2 separate regions of the Ovis aries genome follow, and region 1 is linked to region 2. The links are chromatin contacts, called in public Hi-C maps. All regions are on one chromosome and are shown on one strand. The core of a region is the stretch at or near the end of the contact, and the rest is flanking DNA. Distances in the headings are between cores, read along the strand shown. Region 1 has its middle 44 kb from the start of TRNAK-UUU. Region 2 holds the start of GAB1 (GRB2 associated binding protein 1).

What was found. Hi-C and Micro-C count contacts between places; a contact is called where the count stands out from the background.
Region 1: a Hi-C map of omental adipose tissue shows a contact between it and region 2, with 1.8 times the contacts expected there. The contact joins the enhancer-like site here to the promoter of GAB1 in region 2.

Annotation. Positions count from the first base shown.
Region 1 is chr17:14,671,855-14,676,322 of ARS-UI_Ramb_v3.0, forward strand. No RefSeq gene overlaps it. Among named protein-coding and RNA genes, the nearest start is that of TRNAK-UUU, 44 kb to the left of the region's middle. Within about 2 kb of position 1,922, at least 13 of the 54 cell types and tissues checked have an H3K27ac peak or open chromatin away from gene starts, as enhancers often do.
Region 2 is chr17:14,614,904-14,619,702 of ARS-UI_Ramb_v3.0, forward strand. It overlaps GAB1 (GRB2 associated binding protein 1), which reads right to left and starts at 2,636. Exons shown (of 13, transcript XM_060400634.1): 1 at 2,229-2,636.

The sequences.
Region 1 (4,468 bases), core at 672-3,171, 56 kb after region 2:
GAATTTTTAAATACCCAGGCAATTTTCCCTTAATAATAAGTGAAAGAAAAGCTGGTGTAACTTTGGCTTCACAAGTAAACACTTAGTTTAACATTTCAGTTTCTCTAAATTGCTCTGGCTGTCTAGCTGTGTGTACTCTGATGCTAATAAGCAAGACAGGTCTTACCAGCTATTCAACAAACCCAAGCAAGTAACATGTCTGAACAGAACATATTTTGACTACTTTGCATAAAAAATTAAAAGTTTGGTGACTTAATATTTTGGTCACATAAATATTGATATTTAGTGAAATATTTGGGGGCAGAAACAACACCATTCAACTCTTCTAGAATCTGAGGACGTCTCATGGCTACGCTGACTCCAGAGGGTTTTCTTGGCATGATGCCATTCCTCGGTAGAAGCGTGTTCATGAAAAGATTCAATCTGTTTATTCAGGAGAAAACGACAGCAGCGGGAAGGTGCACCGAGTCAAAACCTGGTCATGTTAACCAGATCTGACACACTTTCGTATGGTGGATGTCTGGGTAAGCGGTCCCCTAACTGCGTGGGGAATGTGAAAAGTGGGTGAGTCGGGAAGAAAAACATCTCCCAGCTCATAAAATGGAACATTAGAAATTCACCGAAAGCTCTAAAATGCAGATCTCTCTCGGAAGAGTTGACCCCCATTTGTCATAGGCACAGTCCAAATTACTCAGATGCATTGTACTCTCATTTCACAGGTTGAGCCAGGGTATATGGAGGCATTGGAAATAGGTTGATGTTCGGAAGGGAAGGATTCATTTTTAAGATGTTTGTCTCTTTTATGTACGTATTTGGCTGAGCCTGGTTTTAGTTGCAGGATGCAAGACCCTTTCCAGTGGCAGCAGGTGAGTTTTAGGTGGGGCACATGAAGTCTTGGTTGTGGCATGTGGGGTCTAGTTCCCTGACCAGGGGTTCAACCTGGGCCCCCTGCATTGGAAGCACAGTCTTAGCCACTGGACCACCAGCAAAAGTCCCTAGATGATTTTGTTCTCTTTTTCTTGTAGAGGAGATACTAGTACTATTTCCCGGTCTTTATGACTGAATGTGAGACCTCATCAGAGTTCTGGAAAACTCCAAGAGCTGGAAGGGAGCTCTGATAGAGGGGATGATGCAGGCCCTGGGTGGAAGGAGAGAGAGACCGGGAGATGGGAAGGTTGTAAACCCAACGTTACCTACTTCAAAATATTGCCCAAGGACCTAGTAGTAGGAATCGCTCCTTGACATTGATAAAAACCTGCTGCCTGTTTTCTACTCGTCTGAATTGCTTTAAATAAATATTGTAGACCTGTTTTGAATTTTCCCTCTCCCTGCAGATAATTAGAGGGATCTAGTAGACAAGCTCATTGCTTTGGAGTGAAACAGTCTCTGGTCCTTCTCCTAGTTCTGTCAATCAGATGCTGGGCATATTACTTGACCTCTCTGAGCACCCTTTTCCCCCATGTGTAACAGAAGAGGCAATAGTCCCTGTCTTGCAGGTTTAACGTGAGAACTAAATAAGATAATATATGTTAAAAAATCTCTGCAGGATACTGCCAGTACATACCATATTTCTTTTCCATAATGCTTCATTTCATTTTGGAATTCTTGAAAGACAGTCTCTCAGTGAAGACCTGGCAGGGCACTGGATTATTCTTTTTTTAATGTCTTTTTTTGGGGGGTGGGTGGCTGTGCCGAAGGGCATGTGGGATCTTAGTTCCCCGACCAAGGATCGCACCTACACCCCCTGCGTTGACATCTTAACCCCTGCGCCACCAGGGAAGTCCTTGCCCTGGGTTATTCTTGATAGGGTCCTCCAGCTCTCAGCTACAGCCCACACCTCCCAGGCCCTGAAGCTGACTCATTCTCTCAGGGGACCTGGGAGTAGAAGAAGAAATGGACTTGGGTTCAGTGCCAACTAGAGCAGAGCCTTTCCAGAGCTGTCCCAAGCCCAAGGCGTTTCCCTGGAGCCGGACCAGCCCTGAATGGAAGAGGCCTGGCTTTGCTGCATTTGGCTTGCATTCGAGTTTCCAACGAACCCTACCAGTGTCCTGCCAGACATGAGATGCTGCGCCCTTTTCCCTCAAAGCTGTTTACGGTAATTAATCAAGGCATTTTGGAGCAGGAAATCTTCATGGAGAGGCTGTTTCCCACAGACATTCCAGCCTGGAACACATCTTCCAGGCTCAAAATATTTCATAAGCTCTCGTCCCTACAACTTTATAAATTACCGTTCAAGCTGGAAACAGTTGATAATTTATACATGTTTCTTAATTGAATGTCATTTGAGGTGAAAAAAATCAATCATTAGTCCAGCAACCATCCACTATGTTGTAGATTAACCCCAGCCTCTCTTATCTGCACGGTGAAAAGTACTTTCAGAAACTATAGGTCTAAAGAGAAAAAATACTTGGGGAGGTACCCTGTGAGGGGGTGTTGATTTGTTTTCGTGCCTGATTCTCTGAGAGGGTGAAATAAAACTTCTGAAAGAATAGTTTAGGGTAATTTACAAAATGTTGTTTGTCTGACATAGAAGAAGACTCTGAACCTTGAAAGCCCCCCCGCCCCACCCCCCTACAAAAAGGAAGAATAGTCGCTGGGCCTTCATGCTAAGGAGTGGAGTTTCAGGGGGAGGGGCAGGGAGGTTAGCATTTTCTTCTTACTGCTTAAAGACCCCTTAGGATTTCCCTGGTGGCTCAGATGGTAAAGAATCTGCCTACAATGCAGAAGACATAGGTTCGATCCCCGGGTTGGGAAGATCCACTCAGGAAGAGAATGGCAACCCTCTCTTGCCTGTAGAATCCCATGGACAGAGGCTACAGTCCATGGGATCTCAAAGTGTAGGACATGACTGAGCGATTAACACTCTCAGAGTCCCCTTTGAGGGGCAAGGAGGACTTACTCTGCTCTTCAGATGGTCTTTTCAATTTTATTTTCTTTCTTCCCCCCATGTGGCGTGTTTAAAGAGATGGGACTGAGTTAGCCTGTCATTGGAAGGGCCCCTTGGGCCTTTGGGAGTTCTGGGAGAAACTGAGTAGCTCTGGAAAAGGGAGGCACAGGCCTGGTTCTCGTTCTGGTGCAAAAACACACTCTTGCCTCAAATTTGTCTTGTCTCCTCTTGCTTCCGGAGATGGAGAACCCTGGGGGCAAGGTTTGAGTGGGGTCTGTCAGAGTGATCCTCAAAATGTGGTGTCCAGACCAGGCACCTCAGCATCACTTGAGAGCTTGAAAGAAAGGCCAGTTCTCAGGCCTCACCCCAGATCTGCTGAATCAGAATCTCTGTGCATAGAGCCCAGGGGGGTTTCCCATGTGGCTCTGTGGTAAAGAACCCACCTGCCAATGCAGGAGACGTGGGTTCGATCCCTGGGCTGGGAAGATTCCCCTGGAGAAGGAAATGGCAACCCACTCCAGTACTCTTGCCTGGGAAATCCCATGGACAGAGGAGCCTGGAGGGCTACAGGCAATGGGGTTGCAAGAGTCAGACACAGCTGAGCGACTCAACAACAACAGCAAGAGCCCAGTAACCCAGGTTGTAACAAGCTCTCAAGGTTTTCCCAGTTCAGATTAAAATTGGAGACTGCTGGCCTCGGAAAGCCTATTTCCATGCTAGGCACAGCTGGAAGGGGCTTTGCCTGCCGGACTCATGGAGGACGGATCTGAAGTCAGAAGCCCTGTAGCTCACAGAGCATGTGGGCCTGAATGACTGTCCTGTTGGACCCACAGCAACAGTTAAGTACCTTTGAGGAATCAGGTTTTTGAATCAACCTGCTTCTTGACTATTGGAGCTAATATTAGTTAATGAGCTGGTACATTGACAGGGCCTGAAAGTTACTGGATAAACAGGCCTAAATAAAATGTAATACTCACCATAGGTAGCCAACAAGGGATAAGGCTGGATAATGGAGGCAAAAGTTTTAATTATTTTTAATCGTGTTTTCAAAGAGAAGGAGTATTTCTCGTTCATTGCATGCTGCTGTTTGTTTTATGGGGCGGGGAGGCCTACAAAGGTAAGTGAGGTTGAAGGGCCTCAGAGCTGGCACCTACCACCTATATGGCCTGAAGCAAGTTGCTTAACCTCTGAGACTTATTTTCATTCTGTATGAAATAGATTAATACAGAGTTCTCAGCACTGGTGTAAGGTTAGAGATTCCAGGTAACTCCACTGATATGCCTTAATGAAGAAGGCTCAATAGATCACCCAGAAAGAGTGGATTTCTTTTTGGTGTTGGAGGCATCCTGTGTTTCCTTTCTTCTTAAAGATTCATTTTCCTAATTCTTTGCTTAAACTGAGATGAAAATTGCCTTCTATGGTGAGAAGGATTCCCTTGTATTGTGGGAATGCACCTTTGTGGCTGGAGTTTGCCAAGGAGACGTGCCAGCCTTTTGCAGATGACTGGGAGTTGGCTTGGAGAAGGAGATGGCACCCCACTCCAGTACTCATGCCTGGTGGGCTGCAGTCCATGGGGTCGCT
Region 2 (4,799 bases), core at 1,386-3,885:
TGAAAACATCTATGAAATGGCCATAGGGCTCAACTTGGGCACACAATTAGAAAGCACGTGGAGTTGCTGGCTTCCTTTTCTTTTTTTTAAATTAATTAATTTATTTTAATTGGAGGCTAATTACTTTACAATATTGTGGTGGTTTTTGCCACACATTGACATGGATATGGCTTCCTTTTCTACATATGCTTGTCCTGTGTTTCTTCAGCACTGCACCTCTGATCCACAGTCCACTCTTCCTTGCGTGTTATATCCACGGACTCACAGAAAGTCATAAACCTGAAAGGTCCTATCCACATGACCCAGCCTCAGCACAGCTTAAACTTGATAAGAGGCGTTCACCTTTTAAAGACCAGGCAGGCAGGCAGGCAGATCTGGGTTCAAATCCTGCTTCTGGCACACTCTGGTTCCGTAGATTGTGTTCTCATTTAAGACAGATAATAACTGCCTCATAAAACTGTTGTAATGATCAGATGAAATATTAAAATTCTTAAATTGAGAATTTCTATTTTCTTGGTCCAGTTAAGATGTAATTGTTTGGGCTGATTTTTTGTAGTACATTAAATTGCAAGCCCAAGAGACAAGGCTTTTTTTCCTGCTGGGTTTTTTTTTTTGTTTTTGTTTTTTTTTAATTTTATGGTCCCTAGTCTAGCGTGTGGCATCTTTTGAGAGAGCCATAAACCAAACATGTGAAAGAAAGCATTAAATCTCTATTACCACTACCTATTCCAGCCAATGTAGTGTTCTTTAGTTTCCCCAAGAATCAATCATTTCCTAAACAGTACCTTCTCAAAACAAATACATCAAACCACACCCTCTCCCCACATACATACACACAGAACTCCCAACTGAAAAACACACTGCCTCTCACCCCAACTTTTAGAATAAAGTCACCATATTTACCAGAATACTTGGGCAAACTGTGATAGATGGAGAGAGGGAATTTGGAAGAATTTTAAAAATCTCTGAAGAACATCCCTAGGATTTGTGGCATCAAATCCTTAAAGGAGAACTACTTGCCTATAGCAAATTCTGGCAGCAAGTAAACCAGAAACTCACTGGTGAGTTGTGGGCTAAGTTAAATATTGCACTTCACTCCGTTCTATGCAAGCAAACTGACTAACAGGGTTACCTCGAGCTCTCGCATTGGGTGTAGACATCCTTTCACAAGAAACAGGGTCCATTATTACTCTCCCCGTTAGCAAATTTATATTTAAGGGGGCACATACTGTGCTTTCGAGACATACTTTACTAGACAAATATTTGCTCCATAAGCGAGGGCAAAGGTGTCATTTCTTTCCTTTGCTGTGGGCAGCGACAGAAGAATCAATGGGGGAGAAGGGGATAAGATCCCAGACTCCCCAAAGAGGACACAGACTTCCGCTGCAGTAACGTTGGTTCTTTCAAGGAATACTTCCCCTAACGGCTAAAACGGCTTAACACATAATCAGCATCTTGTATCAATTACACAAATACCACGAAGCAACTGTGGTGGCCTGGGAAAGGACCATAACACACAGAACTCCTAACTGGCCTTCGCTGTCCCCTCCCACAGGGTTTGACAGCGTGTCCAAGGCGCCCGAACACCAGCCATCAGGCTCCCCCCAGCGCCCTCCTCTCGCAGCAAACTGCCAAGGCTCTCGGGCCAAACTCCAACGTCCCTCGATTCAAAACCGAGAAAGTGTGAACCCCGCTAAGCAAACGGTAGGGCGCGTAATAACTTTTTTTTTTCTTTTCCGTGGAGCGGATTGGAGATGCTCGGCTCTAACGCCAACTTCCCAGGTCTCCCGTCCGCTTTCCGAAACCATCCCGTGGGGAAGGCGGGAGGGAGGGCGGTCCAAAGAGAGGGCTGGTGAGTTTTAATACCTCCGTGGTTTTCTCAGTGCGGGAAATTTACTACACAGCAGCCCCTGAGAATTCGGTGCAGGTCTAACGAAAGGAAAATGCTCTCCCCCTCAACCCCTGCTAAAAGGAACAATAAAAAACACTCAGCAGGCGCTCAGCTGGCCATACCAGGCCTTCCTAAGGGCCGATGGAGAAAGAAATTTCTCCAGTCTGCAATCTGGAGAAAGAAAGATGCCTGGCCAAGCGGAGGCCCGGGCATGAGTGTCCAGCCTGGGTCCCCAGCCTGGCAGGGAAGGGGCCTACAGGGAAGGGATGGGGACTAAAGAGGAGCAGTCGGCACGCGAGCCGCCCAGGGAGGGTAACGGGGGCCGAGCTCTACTTACATAACGCTTTAACTTTTTCTCCGGGGGGGACTTGCGGAGCCATCCCGAGCAGACCACTTCGCCGCCGCTCATGGTGCGAGCCTTTAGGGCTGCGGGCCCGGCGCGCTCCCGACACCTTCGACGCCGGACGCCCGTGCAGCTGCTGGGACCTCGCTCTCCCGCGGCGCACCCCAGGCGGACGGGGCGGGCCGGCTCCGCGGCGCTCTGGCTCTTGGCGTTCGAGTTTCTTCCCCGCAGGCAGGTCCGCGGACGTGAGTAGAAGCGGGCACAGCCGCCGAGGCCGACACCTCGGGGCAGGGGCCGCGGCCGGGCCGAAGATGCCCAGGCCTTCCTTCAGTGCACCCGCCCGGCCGCCAGGCGCGCCGTCCCGCCGGCCGCCTCCTCTGCGCTCGGGCTCCACGGGACTCTGCCCCGGCGCGGAGCCCGAGCCTCGGCCCCCTGCGCTCCGCCCCTTCGGGATGGGACCTCCCAGAGCGCACTCCGAGACAGACACGACGCTGCACGCGCGCACACACAGTCTCACACGCTCATACACACACAATGCCCCCGCGCAGTGCCCACTCCGACTGGCCAGCTCTAGGTTTTACTGCGCTTGGCGCTATCCCCTCCTTCCTCCTTCTGGAGAGAGGGTGGGTCACTTCCCCGAGGCGCCCGGACCGCCGCAAGGAATGGGAAAGCCGCGAGGGTCCCGTGGTCAGCGGGCGCAGGGTTGAGGGTTGGTCCCGGGCCACGGAGGGAGCCGCCGGCTCGGCGTCGCTGGACAGAGCGCAGGTCCCGCCGAAGGGTGGGTCCGTGCTGGCCGCCGCCGCAAGAGAGAGAAAGCAGAGGGCGGCAGAAGAAGGAGGCGCTGGGCTGCTTGGCTGCGGGGACCAAGCCTACCGTCCCGTCCCCTAGCGCTGCTCCTGCGCCGCCTCCCCCACCCCAGGGCGCGCGGCAGGTTCTGGGCGGCCCGGCCCCCGGCCCCGATCCCTCCCTCTCCCGGCCTCCCGGCTCCCTCTTCCTCTCTTTCCTCCTCCCCTTCCCACGTTCGGGCCGGCTCCGGTTTCTGCCCAGACTTTCTTTGAAACTCCGCCGGAGCGCTTCCAGCCAAAACAACAAGGGCCAGGGAGGAGGAGACGGGCGGAGGGAGGGAGCGAGCGAGGGAGGGCGCGGGAGTCCGAGAGGCACCCTGGGATCTGTAGTTCGGGACGCTGGAGAGGGGTCCTCGGCGCCCCCGGCGGCCGTGGATCCCGGAGCCCCCGGCGGGCTGGTCGCCAAGGAAGGCAGCGAAGCCTCGCCGAGGGTAACGCCGCGCCATCTCGGGTTCCCGGGCGACCGAGGAACATTCGAAGGTTCAAGTCTGTGGATTGCCATCTTGGCTCAGCCGAGTGTCAGTTCGGAGTTTGTTCTGTGCGGGAGATCGGGAGTTGGGGGCGGGGGAGAGGGGGGCGGGTACTTGACAGCGTGGAAAGCGAAACAGCCTGGAGGAAGACCGCGCGCCCTGGAGAGTCTGCGATCCCGGGGTTTCTGCCCGCAAGACTGAAAGGCGGAGACCAGGAGGGCGAGGTCGCTGGGAGCGCGCCAAGGCGACCAGCCTGCAGGGGAGGTCAGAAGGGGACCCTTCCGGACTGATGTGTGCTGGTCCCCGGAGCAGCCTTGCCTGAGTGGTGGGAGCGCTTAGTGGACCCAAAGGATTCAGTTGAATCTATCTCTGGGGACATTTTGAAGCCTTACACTCCCTCCGTTTGTTGCCAGTTTCTTCCACTTGCCTTGGCTTTTATTTAAAATCAACTCTTGGGGTGTTGGACCAGAAAAGGGAACCTTCACTGGATGTCCTAATGCTATTTGTTTTCTTTTGTGTGTTTTACAATGACTATGATACCTGGCCCTGAGATTAACACGATCCTGTAAGAGAAATATCTTTTCCAATGTATTTATGAGAAACAAAGCCCCTAGACAGATTTTGGAACGTAGTGTAAATAATCAGATAAGAGTGCCAAACGTTTCTGGAAAAAATAACCTCAGGCTTGTTCTTGTTAATACAACATTCATATTCAGTTCCTCTCGAGTTTGAAAATGTTATACAATTGTAGTAGGAAATTAGGTGCTGGGGTGGTGACAAAGAAAGGTCCCTGCACTCAGAGCGGTGACATTTCTAGATAGTTAACAGGGTCAACGCAAGTACAGATTGTGATAAATGTGCCCTGGGAGAAACTGGAAGAATAATAAGGGTGGAACTAGGTCAGATACTAGGGGAGAAGTCTTCCTTAAAGAGGCAGCTAGCCAGAGATGTGAAAGATGTTGTAAAGATGTTGTCTTGTGAAAAGATCAAAGGGATAACCATAAGGAGGACTGAGAGAGAAAAAACAACCCAGGGGGCTCATTGTTTTTCTTAAATGTTAGAATACAAGTGAGTGTAATTTTTATGGCAGCTAATAAAGCAAAGCAATTTTTATGTGAACTCGGGTTTTACCACAAGCCATCCACAAGCCATCCATATGAAAATAAATCACTAAATTTGTTTTCTGCTTCTACCACAAGCAGTGTGTCTGTGCACTGAGTCAAAGTATTTCAGATTAGCATGGCAGAGAC